3 separate regions of the Sus scrofa genome follow, and regions 1 and 3 are each linked to region 2. A link is a contact called in public HiChIP or PLAC-seq data. All regions are on one chromosome and are shown on one strand. The core of a region is the stretch at or near the end of the contact, and the rest is flanking DNA. Distances in the headings are between cores, read along the strand shown. Region 1 overlaps C14H12orf49 (UPF0454 protein C12orf49 homolog). Region 2 overlaps C14H12orf49 (UPF0454 protein C12orf49 homolog). Region 3 overlaps C14H12orf49 (UPF0454 protein C12orf49 homolog).

Region 1 (4,396 bases), core at 46-2,545, 140 kb after region 2:
GAGCTGATCACATCCTGCCAAAGCCAGCTTCCCGAGTGGAGGGGGAGTGAGAGTGAGTGCAGTGGGGTCCTGGGGGGAAAGCAGCCTGTGTTTGCTGCTGCTTTGACAGTTGAGGCTCCGAGAGGGGCTGGCAAACAATGGGAAATGAAACATTTGAGTGGTTGCAAAAAATTCCGTGGGAAATCCCCCCTGGTGGTATTTATGTGCGCTGGCAGTGACAAGGGGAGCTTGGGGCTTTCGATTTCAAGGGTTCCTGAGCAGACCACAATAGCGTTCTGAGATGGCAATCCCAAGAAACAGCTCTCCTGGGCCTCAAAAGGCTGGCCTGTGTCTGTCCAGGGAAGATTAGGCCACGTGCACACTGCTGGCCATGAGCTGCAGTGGCTTGTCGTGGGCTCATCCACAGTTGTTGACCTCTGGCCTCCCAAGCTTATGCTCTAAGACAAATCCCTTCAACGCTTCCCCTAGATCTTTCCTGGCCCCAGGAACCTAGGGCGGGGGTGGGGGAGGCGGTTGGGAGGGAGGGGGTGTGTGTAATATGACTGGCAGCGTTTCCCTTGGGCTTAGCCCGCCTGCAGAATTGTGGGAACCTTAGTTCCCTGCAACCCCCTCCCCACTATCTAATTGAAATAAAATTCAAAGTTAAGGCTTTCTATGCATTCTCCTGGCATTTGGGGCCTCCTCCTGCTTTCTCCATTCCCATTTATAATGGATATTTATTTGTCTGTTGCTCCTCGCACCTTCATTGAGAGAATAAAGTAAACTGATATTAACCAACTCTTGTTTTGCTTTCCTTTGAACTAATACATATTCAAAATACTTAACCACTCTTGCTAATGTCTTGCTGCTGTGATAGAATACATGTGTTTATAGATCCTCTTAAAAGTGAGGTTTATGGATTTTTAGAAATACACAGTAGATGAGAAAACTGAAACCTAAAGGGATTACATGTGTATTAGTCAGGAAGTTTCAGTTGCAAAGTGACAAACTCCTAACTTGAAGGGACTTAAGCCAGATCAAAAGTGTATTGGCATTTTTCACTGAGAAGCAAGGGCTACATTAGCTTCAAGCATGGCTGGATCCAGGCTCTCCTTTAGGTCTTCAGGGAATTTGCCTCTCCCTATCTCTTGGGCTCTGCTTTTCCCTGTTTAATTTCAATTTCAGATTGGCTCTCTCTACCTGTTTTACATCTTTGCAGAATCAATTCAAGGCTTTCTCCTGGTTGCCTCTGTACAAGCCAGGTCTGGTGGTGCCCGTTGCTCAACCAGTGACTAGGGCAAGGCAGATGGAATGATCTGACCGCCCAGGCCCCAATCACGTGTTCACTGTTGAAGCTAGCAAACCACAGGGACTGACTGAGAGTGAATAGTTCCCCCAAAGAACATGGGATGCCCTTTCCAGAAGGAGGAATGGATACTGGGTGGGCAGAAAGTCATGGTGTCCTGTACTTGCTGCCAGGAAAGGGCTCACACAGATCCACATTCCGCCTCTGGAGAATGCTGGAGACTACTGTGGGCACCCCCCTCATGCTCTATCCAGCCCTGGGACTCTAGCCCTGCCCCTACCCCATGAACTCATTCCAGTTGGCAGTTTTCAAAATGTGCCCCCTGGGCACTCCTGGAAGGAAGAAGACAGTGGAGGGGAGCAAGAAAGGAAGGGTGACAGAAGCTCAACGGCTGGGACTCTAGGACCCCCACCCCTATTTCAAGCACCTGGCAATTCCCATGTCCTTTTGTATATTCAGTTCCTGTGTACACATTTATTTAAACAAACAGTTCCTCATATTTTTAAAACTTGCAAATCTAGTGATTTTCTGTAACCCTTGCCCACTCACTCACTCATTCATAAATAAGGAACAATAGCCAGAAAGGGCGAGAGTCTGACCAAGGCCACGTGGACAGCAACAACGTGCAGAGTCTAAGAAAAAAACACCTCAGGATTCCCCTGTCCTGCCCTTCCCACCGCAGCCTGGAGAGATCCATGTTAGAGACCGGCGGACAAGACCAACACACATACCCCTGCCGTACATCCCTGACTGGTTAGCTAAAGGGTGCAGATCTTAACACGGATGGAGTGGCTTCCCAGAGCAGAGCAGAAAGAGGGAAACTTTGTGTGGCTTTTTCTCTGATCTCTGGGTATATAAGCAGACACTGGGGACTCTCCCGGTAGGTAAAACTCTGCCAGAATGGAGAAAAACAGCCAGATTCTGCTACTCCCCGCCTCGTACGCTGAGCTTACATCACCATCCCAGAAAAACTTACATGAGTAAGCCATGTGCTTCTGTGTAAGATGTTTACAAACAACTTCTCTGCTCTGCTCTCCCGTGTCTGGAAAGCTCGTCTCCAGGCACCAGCCCTGCTGCACATTTCAAACCCACTTCTCTGCAGCACTGGTCACTGCTAATCATCACAGCTAAACTTTTTGAGTGCTTACAGTGTTCCTGAAACCATGTGCTAAGTGCTTGACAGGTGTTGCTTCACTGAATCCTCCCAAGAACCCCATACAGAAGGTACTATTCTCATCCTCATTTTACAGATGAGGAGAGGAAGCTGCAGAGAGATGGATTAATTTCTCCAAGGTGCTCACCAGCTCCAGACTCTGGCAATCAGAGTCAAGAGTGTGAGCTCTTGGTTACATTGCTACGCGAGGTGCATGATGAGGGTTTTAGATACGGAAGATGTAGTTGTAGCCGCACCTGTACCCAAACAGACAGAAAGTTCTCTGCTTCCTTTCTCCTTTCCTACACTTTCTTGCCTGGTGTCTCCAGCAAACACACAGGGGATTCCAGAGAGAGAAGGCTCGCAAGGTGCTGGTGGAACACGGGTAATTCGGGTAAGGAAAGGCACGTGGGCTCGTTACTTAGACTACCTTGCAGCCGCTTATTGAATTAGTGTGATTCTTAACATCTTCAGCTTGGATCTCCTCCAGGCCAGCCAGCTGGTGCATTCAGTACGACTCAGCTCGCCTTAACTCAATTAACTAAGCCGAGCTGAGCTGAGCTCAACAAGTATTTCTGAAGCATTGAGCTGGCTGCAGGAGGGAAAAAAAACAAAGAAGAGCAAGACTCAGACTCTGCCAGACTCCGTCCTTAAGGAGATACCTTGAGCTTTTAACGGGTAACACAGTGCCATATTTTCTAAGTACCACCTTTGTCCTCCTCTGTGCTATGATTTACTTCATGTTTGTCTTTCTTTCTTTTTTTTTTTTTTTGGTCTTTTTGCCATTTCTGGGGCTGCTCTCACGGCATATAGAGGTTCCCAGGCTAGGGGTCGAATTGGAGCTGTAGCCTACACCAGAGCCACAGCAATGCGAGATCCGAGCCGCATCTGCAATCTACACCACAGCTCACGGCAACGCTGGATCCTTAACCCACTGAGCAAGGCCAGGGATCAAACCCGCAACCTCATGGTTCCTAGTCGGACCTGTTAACCGCTGTGCCACGACGGGAACTCCATGTTTTTCTTTAAATAAATTAATTTTTAAGGAAATTAATCTCTTTAAACCTAGTTTTTTATAATTGAGGTGAAACTGACATAACATAAAAACAACCATTTTAAAGTGAACAATTCAATAGCATTTAGCACATTTGTCTGGTTCTAAAATATTTCTATCACTCCAACATAAAATCCTATACCCACGAAGCAATTTCTCCCAGTTTTCACCTTCCCTTAACCCCTCACAACCACTAATCTGCTTTCTGTCCCTATGGATTTGCCAGTTCTGGACAGTTCATATAAATGGAATCATATACTATGGGATCTGGCTTCTTTCACATAGCATCATGTGTTTGAGGTTCATCTATGTTGTAGCCTGTGTCAGTGTTTCCTTCCTTCTTACGGCTGAATAAGATTCTTTTGCCTGCATCTACTGCATTTTGCTTATCCATTCATCTGTTGATGGATATTTGAGCTGTTTCCACCTTCAAGCTATTGCGAGTAATGCTGCTACATAAGTTTATTTCATTCATTCATTCATTTAGATATAATTGGCATGCAACACTAAAAACATGGAATGCTTCACATATTTGCACGTCATCCTTTTGTAGGGACTGTTTAATCTCCATATTGTTCTTATTTTTGGGTATGTGGTGCCTGAGTACTAAATGTTTATTTTTTAAATTAAAAAAAATTTTTTTTGCTTTTTAGGGCTTGGGTGCGGCATATGGAGGTTCGCAGGCTAGGGGTCAAAATGAAGCTGTAGCCGCCGGCCTCTGACTGAGCCACAGCAACGCAGGATCCGAGCTGTGTCTGCAACCTACACCACAGCTCACAGCAGCGTCAGATCCTTAACCAACTGATTGAGGCCAGGAATTGAACCCACAACCTCATGGTTCCTAGTTGGATTCATTTCTGCTGCGCCACGATGGGAACTCCTAAATGTTTAATTTAAAAAGAAA
Region 2 (4,973 bases), core at 667-3,166:
ATCTGCATTCTTGAGATGATATTCATTCTGCTCTTCCTCTTAGAATATAAGGTGGACAAAGTGCAGGGGAAGTAGCATCTCAATAAAAGAAGGTCCAAAAATGCCACCTCTGTTATACTATTAAGTTCTTTGTCAAAACCTGATGGGATTCAAAGCAGAAGTTTCTTCTTAGGGGAAAGGTTCATGTGAGAAAAACCAGGGATGGAGTCAGGGAAGTTAGGAGGACCATCAGAGCCCCAGTGAAGAAGAGAGGGAAGGAAGGTCTTGTGGGAAGCATCCTAGACCACTGCGCATCTAGGGAAGGCTTGGCAAGGCCCTTGGAGTACAGCTGCTGTGCTCAATCGTGGGCTGGGAGCAGCATCTCCGGCAATATCAGAACCAGCACTGCAGCCCTTGATCAGTTAAGCCCTGTGGTATGAGGTCCTCAACACACATTGTCATGATTGTTCCACCTCTCTTCATAGTTAGGGTGGCTCCTGTGTCAGGTTCAGTTCTTTGAGTGTTTAGAGTAGGGGTTTCTGCACAGCTTTTGGGTATAGTAGACAATCAAAGAGATAATTTTCATGCTAAAGTATTTCAGTTGCTGAGCTATTTCAATAGTTTGTGAAGACCATTGGGGTAAATATTTAAAAATCAAGACAGAGCTTCTCAAGTGTAGTCCTCTTCTGGCAGAAAACACTTGGGATACCTGTTTAAATGTCTTTATTTCTGCCTAGACCTGTCAAATCAAAACCTTGGGAGTTGAGAAACAGAGCTCTATCAGATGCCATATTTGTTTTTTTTGTTGTTGTTGTTTTTTTTTTTTTTTTTGTCTTTTTGTCTTTGTTGTTGTTGTTGTTGCTATTTCTTGGGCCGCTCCCACGGCATATGGAGGTTCCCAGGCTAGGGGTCCAATCGGAGCTGTAGCCACCAGCCTACGCCAGAGCCACAGCAACGCGGGATCCGAGCCTCGTCTGCAACCTACACCACAGCTCGCGGCAACGCCGGATCGTTAACCCACTGAGCAAGGGCAGGGACCGAACCCGCAACCTCATGGTTCCTAGTCGGATTCCTTAACCACTGCGCCACGACGGGAACTCCCAGATGCCATATTTGTTGATAGCACAAAGTAAAGGGAAGCTTGTTTGAGATTATTTACACCAGATCCAAATTAAATGATACCTAAGTGAAATGTAACTACATTTTAATATCGAAATCTTCCTACTTTCTTTTCTTTGCCATCAGTAGCTACATACACCCTTCTGCTTCAAATCCTTCTGTTTTCCAAGTCCTCCTTTCAGACAGCTGGGAAAAAAAAGTTACAACAGTCTCGGAAAACTGGGCTTCAGAGAAAGCAGTAAGATTACTCAATTGTTTCCCCTTTGTTAATTTGAGGCTCTTAAATTATGCATGTTGTTGTGCTCACATTTGCATGTTCAATTCACATGCCTGAGCTACCAGTCAGCAAGATAAAATCAGGCATAATAATTTAAATAACCTGTGTCTGATTTCTCCTCACCCAAATTTCGGGGCTGACAGTCCTTGAGACAAAGAATAGATAATTAAATCACTTGGGAAATGCAAGGGAGGTGCTGGTGGAGTCAGGAAAGGAAGGACGGGGTCAAGGAGCCACCTCCTGCTTCCATCCCTTCTGGACTGCCAACACTTTCTCCTTCCACACCCCACTGGATTTCATAACCTCCACGAGGCCCCTTTCCCAGAAAGGACTGACTGTCTTGATTCTGATCCTTGGGCAAGAAAGGCCAGGAGTGGAGTTTGTCCCTCTGCCTGATGTGGGTAACCTTGAATATAAAGAAACCACCACAATACAGATGGTCCTGAAATTTGAACCAATGCAAGGCAATATGCAGATTAGGAACTTGGAGCCACCGGCCCATTGGCTGATTGCTAGCGTGACGTCACAAAGGCCCAGCCCAAACGTGGCCAGAAGTGCTGTGGGCAAGTTTCTGGACTAGTTTGAAAAGGTTTTATTATTATTTCTTGTATGTGTGAGTCCCCTTTTTAAAAAAAGTGAGCTGGTGCTGGTTTTCTGAATTTCCTGTGTTACGGGAAAAAAAAAAGTGCTCATGTACAGCCAGAGCTGAAGGGCTCAGAGCGGAAGAGCATTTTGTTCTCTGTGTGGCGGCTCTGTCCCTTTACTTAGGGTTGACTGGGGTTTTGAACAAAAAATGACATGAGGGAAAGCTGTGAATTCCAAGTAAGCTATGGGGATTTCATGAACCTCTGCAGCTTGGTGGTTTCTGAGAAGCCCCAGCCTGACCCAAACTCTTTGAGCCAGCTAGTGGAAGTCTTTGGCTGTGATCTTGACTCCAAAGCTAAAGAAACAGTCATAAGAGGTTGGGGGACCCCTGACTTTTCCCTACCTCTATTCCAGGTTCAAGGCAAAGAAGGAATCAAGTTCTCTGACTTGTGAGCTTCTGGCAATTGGCCTCTCAATGTGAAGTTTCCAATTTCAATACCTCTGAAGAGCTGAAGTCATTAGAATGGAGAAAGAAAGCTTCTATAGAGATAACAAAATAGATAACGTCAAGCTTCACACGCCCTGAAAGCTTGTCTTTCCCAAACCGCTGCCCTTGAAATGTCTGGTGGCTCCTATTTGGTCTCCTAGGGCCACTGGTAATTTTTCCAGCATCACTCACCACAGGGAATCTCCCCCTTTCCAAATTGGCACAGGTAGAGATGTAATGCAGCTGAAATGTTTTGGGGTGAGAGGGGCAGGAGGAGACATTCTATGTTGTTTGTTTGGTTTGTCCACATACGTTTTTTTTTCTTGGTTGTGCTCACAACATGCCGAAGTTCCTAGGCCAGAGATAGAACCCGTGCTATAGCAGTAACCAAAGCCACAGCAGTGGCAATGCTGGATCCTTAACCTGCTGAGCCACCAGGGAACTCCTGTCCAGATTCTTTTTTTTTTTAGGGCTGCACTCTTGGTATATGGAGGTTCCCAGGCTAGGGGTCAAATTGGAGCTACAGCTGCCATCCTACACCACAGCCACAGCAACACCAGATCCAAGCCGCATCTGTGACCTACACCACAGCTCACAGCAACGCTGGATCCTTAACCCCTAAGTGAGCCCAGGGATTGAACTGGCATCCTTATGGATACTAGTCAGATCTGTTTCCACTGCACCACAAAGGGAACTCCCCAGATACCATTTTATCTCCTGGTAATACCATCCATTTTTTTCCTTTGGGGTATCATCCCACCCTCACAGCCTTACTCTAGATGGAAGAGGATCCCTTGTCCCCAACTCTGGAGGTGGACACGTGTTCCCAGGCCTGGCCAATCTGTGATTCCCATTCTCCTGGCTACACAGTGACTGATCGGGACTGGGCATGTCATGCACATGAGGTCCGGTGATGGTCAATCCTGGGACCATGATAGGAACTCTCTGGGAATAGGGGCTCTCTTTTCTCACTGAGATTGCTAAACTTATAGGAGGCAGCCTTGGAGCTGATGATGACCATTCTTGCTATTAAACAATGAAGTCAAGTGGAGGCCAGCAGCTACAGCTCTGATTCCACCCCTAGCCTGGGAACTTCCACATGCCACTGGTGCGGCCCTAAAAAGCAAAAAACAAAACAAAACAAAACCCAATGAAGTCAAAACAAGAAACAAACAAACAAAGATGAGCTAAAAGAGAGAGACAGATTTCTGATAACGTTTGGGCACCTGGATCCAGCTGTGCCTAAAACTAATTTCCCTGAACATTTTGGTTAATGAAGCCAATATATTTTCATTTCGATATAAGTCAGATTGAGTTGAGTATTTGTTAATGTAGTAAAAAGAGTCCTCATTTATACATCCAACCACAGGGCAAGGCTTATTCTTACTCTCAAGGAGGGGTTTAGGGCTACATTAGTTCCCAGTACTAGGATGGGAACTACATTGGTTCCTTCTACTAGGATGGTAGAGGAGGGAAAGGGTTGCTGTGATGCCATGCAGGTGACAGATAGAGGAGATTGGTTGTTCTGGAGTGGTGCAGCACAGGGACCAAATCAAGGGGGTTGAGGTCAGATAGGGCTGGGCAACTAATATTGCCTCTCTGAGACTTTTTTCTCCCATGTGTAATATGAGAATGAAAGTCTCTTTCTGTTGTGTGGATGTTTTATGCACAGGGTCTATGTGCATAGTAAATGCTCATAGCAAATATTAGTTAATTCTAGACAACCCACAATGGAAGAGATGGGCTCTCTTCCCTGGCCTCTGGTGGAATGTGGGGACAATGGAGAGGCGAGCTCTCCAACAATTCTGAGCCTCTGTTGACACTGCCAGCCACAAGCACCTGCTAACCAGGCAGCATGCACCTGCCACCTGCCACTCTGAGAAGGGATTCCAATCCAGCCAAGTAGTCGGCCTCCTTTCTAGGCCAGATCCTGACTGTGTGTGGAGTCTGTGAGCCCGCCCACCTGTTCAGAAACCCCAGCTGGGCTCTGTTCGTTCTTTGCCAGTCCCACCCCCCCACCCCCAGCTTCCTTCCTTGATCCCACACCTTCCATGTCCTCGTGGGCACTGTGCTGAGAACCACAGGGGATGCAAGGAAGGAAATCTGCATTTGTAAAACTCCTACCATCTGTCACACTGTTGCCTATGTTTATCTGTCTGCCTCATGAACCTGAGTGTTGTGTTAAACACACCCATTTTACAGAGGCCTGAACTGAGACCATTGCCTGCTGTGGGTGATGGAGCAAAATCCAAATTCTGGGGTGTTTCTTCAAGGCCCAATACTTCCTGCCCCTCTCACATGCTGCCTACCACAAATAGAGAATATACGTAGTGAAATGATGTCACAAAAAACGTGATACACAGTTGTACTTGTGGGCCTTTATTCCAGAGAAATAAAAAGTAATGGTCATACAAAAACCTGTACATGAATGTCTATTGTGGCTTTATTCATAATTACCCCAAACTGGAAACAACCTAAATGTTCCTCAATTAGAGGATGGATTAAAAAAATTGTGGTACACCCATA
Region 3 (4,942 bases), core at 2,327-4,826, 150 kb after region 2:
GTGACCCAGCAATTCCACTCCTCATTATATGTCCCAAAGAACTGAAAGCAGGTGCTCGAACTAGCACACCCCCAAGCATGTTCATAGTAACATTATTCACAAATAGTCAGAAGGTAGAAATAACCCTAAAGTTCATAGATGGCTAAATGCATCAACACAATGTCATCTAGCCACACGACAGAACATTATTTGGCCATAAAAAGGAAAGAAGCACTGACATCTGCTAGAAGGTGGATGAACCTCAAAAATATGATGGCAAGTGAAAGAAGCCAGGCACAAATGACCACCTAGTGTAGGATTCCATTTATATGAAGTGTCCAAAACAGGCAAATGTATAGAGACAGAAAGCAGACTAATGGTTGCCAGGGGCTGGGGATGAATGAATAATGAGTACGAGGTTTCCTTTTGGGTGACAAAAATTTTTTGGAACTAAATCAAGGTGACAGTTGTACAAGACTGTGACTGTACTGAATGCCACCAAATTTTTCACTTTTAAATGGTTAATTTTATATTATGTGGATTGCACCTCAATAAAAAATACTGGAAAATATATAATTCAACATTTAAGGGGGAAAATGCAGCAAAGAAGACAAGTCTGCAGACTGACTCTCAGGCCTGGGATGCCCATGTCTAAGTCACAAGCCACCACAGACAACACACATAGAGCATGTGGTTAGGATCCCTGTTTTACTAGTAAGGAAACTGAGGCTCCAAGAGTAAAAGGATCGAGTGTGGGTCAAGTGCAGGAGCTGGGGCTGGGGGCCAGAGTATTGTCTCCAAGCAAACTGATCCCATACTCCTTGCAGCTAGGGCCAGAGGGTGGGAAAAGTACAAGAGGGGCCACAGCTATTGAAGCAGGTGGTAGTGGGAAGTCTTGTCTGAGCTGCAAGTTCAGACAAAAACCGTGTGTCATGGTCCCCTCAGAACTATCACCTCCTCCTTCACAAGGCCTGGGCACTCATAATGATTGTAAGGCAATTCAGCAAACTCACGCTGAGCATCTACTACGCACAAGATTTGCCCTAGGTGTGAAAATAATAAAAGTAGCAAGTGCGATGCCTAAGGGTTTGCTTCATACATAGCCCATTCTACACAGGGCCCTTGGTGATGCTCACAGCAATTCTCTAGAGACAGAAGCAGGGGCTGGCATACCCTGCACCCTTTACCTTACACCAATTCAACCACATGCTGCTGGCCAAATAGAAAAGAGGGAAATGCTCATTGAGAAGGTGTGGACAGCGCCACCTGTCCTATCCCTAGATGGACCTGTCACACAGGAAAAGCTTGGAAATGGAATGTGTGGACCAGCTCACCTACAGTCTCCAATATGGGGAGCCTTTCCCGTGATGAGCAGCTGTCTGCATTATGTGTGATTCTAGAACAAGATTTCTCAGCCCTTCAGGGGAGGAGAGTCTAAGGGGTTTTTCATGGATGTTTTTGCTTTCATGCTGGCTTTAGAGTCTGGTACCTACATACCCTGCGACTCACAGGTAGTATGATTATGCCATCCCACAGATGAGAAAACAGGATCACAGGGAGTAAGTTACCTGCCCAGGGTCTAATAAGTGATGGAGAAGAGATTTGGGCTCAATCTGCTTTGCCCTAAAACTCCTTCCTTTTTCTTTCACTATGTTGCCTCCCTATCTGGAGAGGGGCCCAAAGGAAATCAGTGTACCACAAGACAGACTTCGCAGACTCTCCTTCTTGGAGGGGCACTGAGCAGTCCTCTGCAAACCTCTTGGTTCTGGATGAGGCCACAAGTAAATCCAAGTTCAAAAAGTACGTATTGAGGTATGCAATACTTAGGCTTCATCTGATTCCAAGAAAGAGAGAGAACATAACTCAGAGTAGCTTAAACCAAAAAGGGCTTTGGCCCATATAACTGTGAAGTTCACGTGGTGATGGATAGAGGGGCTGAGATGGTCAGAACGGTCCCTCCATGTACATCTCCCTCTGTGCTGCTTCCTTCTCAGGCAGAGTCTCCCTTCCTTTATGTAAAGAGAGCCACCGGCAGCACTATGTTTAAAATGTGTCCACTTGGAAACCCAGCAGAAAGATTTTCTTCACCCCAATAATTCCACCAACATCCCTAAAGACAACCCTGATGCCCTGTGCTTGGGTCTAATGCACATCCAGGAACTAGTCACTATAGCCAGGGGTGTGCAAGAGTCTCCGTGATCAGGCCTGGGCCATAAGCCCGGGCCAAACTTGAGTAAGGTGAGCCTCAAATCCTTATAGAGAAGACAGAGTGGAATGCCTGACCAGACAGCAAGGGAAATGGGCTAGGCAGGTGAACCAGATGCACTGCATGCCATCCGGGCACCTCAGGACCAGGTTGGGCATGTTCAGTACATGATGTCACATCAGTCATGACAGTCCTATATCATGACTGCTGCTTCACGAGGCTCAGAGAGGCTCAATGCCATGGCTAACACCTTGCTTCCAGGTGAGGAACTGGCTCTCCTTGGCTATCAGGCCCCTGCTCTTTTCTTTCTTTCTTTCTTTTTTTTTGGTCTTTTTGCCTTTTCTAGGGCCGCTCTTGCGGCATATGGAGGTTCCCAGGTCAAATCAGAGCTGTAGCCGCCGGCCTACACCAGAGCCACAGCAACACGAGATCTGAGCCATGTCTGCAACCTACACCACAGCTCAAGGCAATGCTGGATCCTTAACCCACTGAACGAGGCCAGGGATCCAACCCTACAACCTCATGTTTCCTAGTCGGATTTGTTAACCACTGTGCCACTACAGGAACTCCAATCAGTCCCCTGCTCTTAGGTAGCAGAGCTAGGACTTGAATCCGGATCTGTCTGACTGAAGTTCTCGGCTTGCTGCCCCCACTCCCCATCCCAGAGGAACCCCTCCATGCTGGTGAGCCCCATGACACCTCTTCAGTGCTTTGTTCCAATCTCTTAACTTGCAAACCCAGTCAGCGAGTTCTTTATTTCCACAAATGGTGCTATTAAACGAATGGCTCTGGGAGCTCTAGGCTGGCCTCAGAGCAGTCAAGCCTTCCAAAGAAATACATTAGAAATTCTAGGAGCTGAGGCCCATATGGAAACATTTACGGCCGCCATTTTGTTTCAGGAAGGCAAAAGGCACCTAACACCTTGAACTTGAGCTTCTTGTAAAACCTCTAGCTGGGAGCTAAAGGCGACTGGGGTCAGTCACCTCCTAGAAAGGCCTCTTGTAAAGGGCCATGGCAGACTTCATCAGGCAAAAAAGCTGAGAAGCCAGGGTTGAAATAAAGGTCTCTTTCTGTTTGGTCAATAAGCAGCTGTGAAGGATGCGTAGGACGGAGCTAAATTTATTTGTTCCTTTCTTTCTCGGAACAGCAGCAACAGGGCTCAGAATGCAGCTGTCTTGCTCTCCCGTAAGCCTTTTGCAGGCACCAGCATGCACAGGGGTTGGCTCTCCAAGACGTGGATTTTTTTCCGGTTGGTTCCCTTCCTGACGCGGGCAGGACTTCCAGGGCCTCTCTCCAGTGGGAAGAATTTTGGAGCTGCCTCCCAGGCCCAGGGTGAAATCATTACCTTTTAAAAACAGACAGGCTGCAGAACGGAGATACCCTGGCCCTTGTGGCCACACCTTGGAAAACCACAGAAGTCCCGACCGCCTCTGCTTTCACTGCTCAGACCTGTGGGAAACTTGTGAGACACAAGCCGCGTGGGGAGGGGGTGGGGGCATCTTGGGAGGGGCCTTTGAAACACAAAGCCAGGCTGGTTTGGCAGAGTCTTTTTTGGAATCCATCTGCCTTCAGAAAGCCTAGCTGAGGGCTACCTTCACCAGGGCCTTGAGCGTACTGGTCGAAGCAGTGGTTTTTTCAGAAGTGCTTTGTTGAGACTTTCAAAAGGTCCCCGCGGGTGGGGAAGTGAAAGGAGGAGGGGACGCAGGGGAAGAAACTGCTTCTTTATTTCTAGCCTTGCTTGAACAGCTTCTTGACGGTTACTGCTACAGTTCTGCTGAGTCAGAAGCATCCCCCAGCTGCTCACCGGAAACACAGCTGTTGGGCGAAAATAACCACAGAGCCCAGCACTGAGCATCCTACACCTTCCAGAAAAGAGGGCAGAAAACCTCAAAACAAATGAGAAAAATACAAAACAACAAAAGATGCACCGTCAAAAACCCACCACAGCTCGCTCACTCAACCAACCCTGTGGCTCTCGCTTCATCAGACACAGCTCAGAGATGGAGCAGAGTTTGGCAGCTTTTTCACAGTAGCAGGTTAAGTAGCGTCCCCCCAAAAGAGAGATGTCAGTATCTGAACCCCCCTGAACCCATGAATGTGACCCTACTTGGGAGAAGTGTCTTTAAGTCTTTACAGATGTAACAGATGTAAGGATCTCAAGACAAGGTCATCCTGCAATACCTGGATGGGCTCTACATCCAATGACAGGTGTCCTTATAAGAGTGAGGCAAAGACTGGACTCGCAGAGGAGACATAGAAACCCAATGGGAAGGCCAGGTGAAGATGGAGGAAGATTGCAGTCATGCAGCTCCAGGACAGGAACACAAGGATGTGCTATGGAAACCACGGGGAACTAACACCCATGGCTTCCATTTGCCAGATCTTCTCCCCACTGCCCCTTTCCCCTCGTCCAGACTGAAGACACATTCTCAGCATCTCGGTTGCAAGGTGCCTTATATAAACACTGAGGCTCCCTTTCTTTTGGTCTTAGTAATTACCAGGAAGTAGGATGGTGCCTCAAGGACTCCGGGGTCTAGGGAGGAGCTGGGCTCCTTAGTTCGAGATAAGACTCTGCCACAGACAGAGATGCAGGTGTGTGACCTCATTAACCAGCCACCATTCACTGAGGTAGCTGAACGTGGTGTGTTAGAAAATGGGTCTGAATACTGGCTCTGCCACTTACTACCTGCATGGCCTGGGGTCAGCCATTTAACTTCTCTGGGCCTCAGTTTCCTCAGGTGTACAATGGGGAGATGA

What was found. HiChIP or PLAC-seq counts read pairs in DNA pulled down with a chosen protein or histone mark.
Region 1: an H3K27ac HiChIP or PLAC-seq map of alveolar macrophages shows a contact between it and region 2. The contact joins two enhancer-like sites. A contact is called at or near these places in 1 of 47 Hi-C or Micro-C datasets (embryonic fibroblasts) and 1 of 2 datasets of contacts at active chromatin or transcription factors (alveolar macrophages).
Region 3: a contact with region 2 is called in an H3K27ac HiChIP or PLAC-seq map of alveolar macrophages. The contact joins two enhancer-like sites. A contact is called at or near these places in 2 of 47 Hi-C or Micro-C datasets (blood and embryonic fibroblasts) and 1 of 2 datasets of contacts at active chromatin or transcription factors (alveolar macrophages).

Annotation. Positions count from the first base shown.
Region 1 is chr14:35,854,415-35,858,810 of Sscrofa11.1, reverse strand. All of the region lies in intron 4 of C14H12orf49 (UPF0454 protein C12orf49 homolog), which reads right to left. Among named protein-coding and RNA genes, the nearest start is that of C14H12orf49, 150 kb to the right of the region's middle. Within about 2 kb of position 1,295, at least 11 of the 83 cell types and tissues checked have an H3K27ac peak or open chromatin away from gene starts, as enhancers often do. A contact at or near this core is called in alveolar macrophages, where this site is marked.
Region 2 is chr14:35,990,789-35,995,761 of Sscrofa11.1, reverse strand. All of the region lies in intron 5 of C14H12orf49 (UPF0454 protein C12orf49 homolog), which reads right to left. Among named protein-coding and RNA genes, the nearest start is that of MED13L, 69 kb to the left of the region's middle. Within about 2 kb of position 1,916, at least 38 of the 83 cell types and tissues checked have an H3K27ac peak or open chromatin away from gene starts, as enhancers often do. A contact at or near this core is called in alveolar macrophages, where this site is marked.
Region 3 is chr14:35,838,570-35,843,511 of Sscrofa11.1, reverse strand. All of the region lies in intron 4 of C14H12orf49 (UPF0454 protein C12orf49 homolog), which reads right to left. Among named protein-coding and RNA genes, the nearest start is that of C14H12orf49, 140 kb to the right of the region's middle. Within about 2 kb of position 3,576, at least 27 of the 83 cell types and tissues checked have an H3K27ac peak or open chromatin away from gene starts, as enhancers often do. A contact at or near this core is called in alveolar macrophages, where this site is marked.